2 separate regions of the Sus scrofa genome follow, and region 2 is linked to region 1. A link is a contact called in public HiChIP or PLAC-seq data. All regions are on one chromosome and are shown on one strand. Each heading gives the region's core, a stretch centred on a gene start, on an enhancer-like site or on the middle of the called end of the contact. The rest is flanking DNA. Distances are from core to core; before and after follow the strand shown.

Evidence for each region. HiChIP or PLAC-seq counts read pairs in DNA pulled down with a chosen protein or histone mark.
Region 2: a contact with region 1 is called in an H3K27ac HiChIP or PLAC-seq map of alveolar macrophages. The contact joins the promoter of BLVRA here to the promoter of STK17A in region 1. A contact is called at or near these places in 1 of 47 Hi-C or Micro-C datasets (skeletal muscle) and 2 of 2 datasets of contacts at active chromatin or transcription factors (alveolar macrophages and skeletal muscle).

The regions. Positions count from the first base shown.
Region 1 is chr18:51,360,811-51,363,524 of Sscrofa11.1, reverse strand. STK17A (serine/threonine-protein kinase 17A) reads left to right here and starts at 1,344. Exons shown (of 7, transcript XM_021078536.1): 1 at 1,344-1,671. The coding sequence starts at 1,472.
Region 2 is chr18:51,184,181-51,186,894 of Sscrofa11.1, reverse strand. It overlaps BLVRA (biliverdin reductase A), which reads left to right and starts at 1,402. Exons shown (of 8, transcript XM_003134889.4): 1 at 1,402-1,562.

The DNA of each region.
Region 1 (2,714 bases), core at 95-2,594:
TATTTATTTATTTATTTTGTCTTTTTGCTATTTCTTGGGCCGCTCCCGAGGCATATGGAGGTTCCCAGGCTAGGGGTCTAATCGGAGCTGCAGCCACGGGCCTACGCCAGAGCCACAGCAACGCGGGATCCGAGCTGCATCTGCAACCTACACCACAGCTCACGGCAACGCCGGATCGTTAACCCACTGAGCAAGGGCAGGGACCGAACCCGAAACCTCATGGTTCCTAGTCGGATTCGTTAACCACTGCGCCACGACAGGAACTCCTGATTTAGATTTTTAAAAGGTCATTCTGATTGCCTTGAAACTAAACTATATGGAACTGGGGAGGAGGAAGTATGGAAGCAGGTAATCCAGTTAACAAGCTCTCACAATAATCCAGACGAGAGGTAATGCTAATTGCAGTAATGTGGAAATGGAAAGATGTGATCTGATGTATTTTGAATGTATTTCAAAATATATTCTGGATGTATTTTGAAGGCAAAGGCAAGAGGAATTACTAACAAGTTGAATGAGGGGTATGAGAGAAACAAGGTTTTTGGCCTGAATCTCTGGAAGGATGGAGCTGCTGTTTACCGAGGAAGGGAAACTGGCTGGGGAAACAGCGCATTTGCGAAGGACGATCAGGAGCTGCCTTTTGCTTGTTAAGTCTGAGATTCTAATTTGCCATCTAACTGGTGATGCTAGGTGTATACTTGAATACATGAGTCTGAAGTTCAGAGAATGGTTGGAAGCTGGAGCTACAAATTTTGTAGTCATGAGCATACGGTTGTAATTAAAGCCACAAGACCGGAAAAGAGCACCTTGGAAGTTAAATATAGAAGACCACAGTCAGTATAATAGCGCCTATTTCATGGGACTCGTGTAAGGGCTTAAAATATTTACTCAACTCTTGCCTCTTCATGCTCCTCCTCAACTTAAGCAGGAGCCCGCTGCCCGGGGCTACTTCCACGCAGCCCTGCTTCCAGCAGCCCTGATCTGAGTGGTAGTCCTCACTCTACCAAGGTAAGGCGGGGTGAAGCTCTGGCAGGCAGCTCTTTGCCTTGCATTCACCTGATCTGAACTAAGATGATCCGCAGGTGCGTGACCGGCTGACGCAGCGGGTCCTCCAGCCAGAAGGGTGGTGCTGTTGGTCGCCTCTAGACTGCGGCGTCCGGCGCGAGGCCCCTCGCCAGGCGCCAGGCTGCACCTTCTCCCCCTCGGCTGCAGAGGGCGCGCGTAAGGCACATGGCGCTCTGGACCGCCCTCGGGGGCGGGGGCGGGGCCGGATGCGGGGGCGGGGCCGGGCGCGGGGCGGGGCCGGGCGCCGGCGGGGCCGGACCGCGGGGAGCCGGCCCTCCCAGTCCGAGCGCGGCGCGGAGGAGAGCGGTTGCTTCTCTCCGACCGGCTGGAGGCTGCTGGAGGCGGGGCCGTTACCCGCCGGCAGCTCGGAGCGAGCCGGGCGGCCAGAAAGCCGGCGCGCCCGAGCGCCATGATTCCTCTGGAGAAGCCGGGCAGCGGCGACTCCTCCCCGGCCGCCGCCTCCGGCTCGGGCCGGGCCAGCCGGGGACCGAGCACGCCGCGCCGGCCGCCGCCGCCGGCCCGCGGGCTGCTGACGGAGATCCGCACCGCCGTGCGCACCGAGCCCTTCCAGGACAGCTACAGCCTGAGCCCGGGCCGGGAGCTGGGCAGGTGAGGCCGGGCGGCCGCGCGGGCGGGGCGCAGATGAGAGCGGGAGGCCGGCGGGCGCGGCGGGACCGGGCGCCGACCTGAGTGCGGGCGGCGATTAGGCGGCGGGGCCCCCCGCCCCGGCCGCCCGGCCGCCCGGCCGCGCGTCGCCGGAGTGCGCTGTGCACTTGGTAGCGGCCCGAGAAAGGCTCCCACGCGGGTCGCCGAGAACCTCCCAGCCTCTGCTCGGGGCCTTCCAGCCTCTGCGGTCCTTTGTGCGGTTAACCGAACGAGACGGCGTGGGAACCGCGCTGCGCGCCTCTGCCCGCGGCGTCGGAGCCGAGGGGTAGCGTCAGCTCTGGTTTCGCCCTGCAGCTCTTGTGGGTTCCGGCTGCTCCCTCTGTGGCTGCGGCAGAGAAGATGAAACCGAGCGTGACAGCTTCCTCTGCACCAGCGCTGGGTGCACTTCTGTCTGCCGCCTTCTGCTGACTTGGTTTTCGGTTCCGTGGGGCTCTTCTGTTCTCGTTCTGAAACATTTAGGTCCCTGCCCCTTAAGTCCAGATGGGCTTCCCTCCTAAGCTCTGGGCTCTGGTCTGAATTTTCCCGCGGTCAGCCGGCCCCTGGCCTTCTCTTCTCCACCCGACTCTTGTAAGGGCGTAGGGGTGGGGGCTTACAACTTGGCCTGTTTCTAAAATTGCAAAAGGTGAAGGCTGTTTGAATCCTCTACATCTGGGACGTTGAAGAGGGATGATTAGAGTCATGGGGGCTTGGGGACTGACCCCCCTTTTTCCTTGAGGACAATTTGGAGAAGTTATCAAAAGCCCTGGCTTTGGAGTCAGACCCGAGCTCCGAGTCCCCCTCTGCTGTTGCGCGTTTCTCATCCGTAAAATCCGCATCGTGACAGCACCTCTCTCACCGGGGTGTTGTTAAGATGCGGAGTCTGTCAAGTGCAAGCCCCAGGGCCTGGCACATGGCATTTGGTAAGTGTTAGCAGCTGTTGCAGGTGTTTGTCATGGTTGCAGCATCGCACCATGGTGTAGTGGGCAAAGGGCCTGGCAGTTATGACA
Region 2 (2,714 bases), core at 153-2,652, 180 kb after region 1:
AAAGTTGCGGAACAGAGACTAACAACAGAGTCTTGGAGGAGGTTTATAGGAACTTGGTGAGCCACCTACAGTGGACAGCCATAGGAAGTGTCCCTCACCAAGAAGTTTGAAACTAACCATGCTCCCTCACCTTGCGTTTAAAAGTGCTTTGCTGAGGGAGTTCCCGTCGTGGCGCAGTGGTTAATGAATCCGACTAGGAACCATGAGGTTGCCGGTTCGATCCGTGGCCTTGCTCAGTGGGTTAAGGATCTGGCGTTGCCCGTGAGCTCTGGTGTAGGTTGCAGACGTGGTTCGGATCCCGCGTTGCTGTGGCTGTGGTGTAGGCCGGAGGCTACTGTCTGATTGGACCCCTAGCCTGGGAACCTCCATATGCTGCAGGAGCGGCCAAAGAAATGGCAAAAAAGACACCCCCCTCCCCCCAAAAAAGTGCTTTGCTGAAGCCCCGCAAAGAGTTAGGGAGTTTGGGAGCACCAGTCTCCTTGCATGGCCCTGCAATAAACCTTCCTCTGCTGGAAACTCTGATCTTTCCGTTTGTTTGACCTCACTGTGCACCAGGAACACGAACTTATATTTGGTAACGAGATAAAAGCGCTTGTGGGGATGGATAGTGGTGGGTTTTGCACAATGTGAACGTATTTAATGCCGCTGAACTATACACTTAAAAATGGTTAAGATGGGAGTTCCCATCATGGCTCAGTGGTTAAGGAGAACCCGACTAGCATCCAGGAGGACGCAGGTTCCATCCCTGGCCTCGCTCAGTGGGTTAAGGATCTGGAATTGCCTGTGGGGTGGTGTAGGTTGCAGACATGGCTCGGACCCAGCGCTGCTGTGGCGTAGGCTGGCGGCTACAGCTCCGATTTGACCCCTAGCCTGGGAACCTCCACATGCTGCAGGTGCCACCCTAAAAAGACAAAAGACAAAAAAAAAAAAAAAAAAAGGTTAAGATGGAAGTTTTATGTGTATTTTCACACACACACACACACAGAGCCCTTCGCTGCCTGTTTTCCGGGGCACTGGGGCTCCTAACCCAGAAAGGATCTAGTGGGTTCCATGGGGCAGGAGTAGAGCGGAGCAAGGGGCTGCTATGCCCACCACTAAGAGGACAGAGCACACCATGACTGGCCTGCGAGGCTGCTGAAGGCCCCGAACTTGGGTCCAGGGCTCCCTCTCCCCTGTGGACGAGAGCCCTGGGCCCACTCGCCCGGCGGAGCAGAGCGCAGCGACAGGGCACGAGCTGGGCGGGATACCCGAGCGGGGAGAAGGTCCCAGCCAGCCCTTCGAGTCCCATTGCGCCAGAAGGTGCTGGGGCCACGCCCTCCCAGGAGGAGGCTTGAGGCGGGACCCCGCCCCTCACGGCCCCGCCTCCCCCTCCCCCCTCCCCTCTCCCCCGCCCCTCCCCTCGCCCCTCCCCTCGCCCCTCCCTCTGGCTCCCCGACCCCGCGCTCCCCCGAGTCCTCCCGCCCAGCGGCCAATCCCGGCTGCGCTCCGGCCTGTTCTCTGCGCGGTGGTGGCGCCGAGCGCGGAGACTGCCCGGCGAGCTCAAGCTTTGTGCTCAGCGGCAGGTAAGGGCGCGCGGGGGATCGGGGTCGCGTAGAGCTTTGCTAAAACCCTCAGGCCGAAGCGTGAAAACCGCTGCCAGCCGGGGACCCGGTGCCCGATCCGCTGTCCTGCCCGAGCTTTCGGCGCCGTCCACCTCGCCCCGCCCGGGCCCGTCGCCTGAACGGACGATCGAGAGGCTTGGCCGGCCGGGGATCGCGAGGTGCTCTCCCAGAGAAGGCCTTTCTCAAGTGGCAAAGACCGACTGTTCAAAACATTGCATCTGTATTTCACTCGTAAAGTGGTTATGGTTTTGGGTGGGTGCTACGCGTGGTGCGGCGAAGTCTCGCGGCGCTGCCCCGGCATCTCCAGCCCGGATGAGGGTTCGGCCCGGCGGGGAATCGGAGGACCGCGCAGGCTGGGGTTCTGGCCCTCGGTACAAACCCTGCACGGGTCACTTAATCTCTCCTGGCTGCACTGTCCTCTTTGGAAACTGGAAAATGTTACGAATTTCATTTGTTGTGAGGGTTACATGAATTACGTGCACTCTGAAAAAACGAAGGTTGAGCTGCCCCCAGCAACAGGATAATCTAGACAGAGAGGTATTTCTAAGTACTGATACCCTGAATTGTTCTGCAAAGACAGTTGGCAGCAAAATCACGTAGAAGAGTAAGAAATCATATAAATATATATATAACCACATATTGGGTGCAGAGATCACGTAAAGCAGGAGAGAAGTGGTGGGGGGAGTAAAGTGGGATCTTTCTGTGAAAATGGAGATGCTCCGTATTTAATTAATTTACATTTAAGTAGCCAGTGTGTCTTACAGGACAATGCAGACCTGTGTTGTTTTTGGGCTTGAGTCTCAGATTTGTCTCTGTGAAAGTAGTCTTGGTCGGTTGCTTAGTTCTTGTCATTTGAAAGCAGAGTAGATTCGTTCATTCATTCATTCTTCAAATATTAATGGACTTGAAGAAGCAGAGCCATTTCTTGAGATTAGCTATAAGGGCAATTTTCTGTATTTCATGATTAGAGCACCCTGATGTATTGCCATGTAAAAGACTGTTCAGTTGAGGAATTGGGGCTGGCAGGGACGGAGCCAGTGGATATGGCATCATTTATAGCTTTTTTTTTTTTTTAAGGGTTTTGAATAATTTTCTAAATGTTAACCAGCCTTT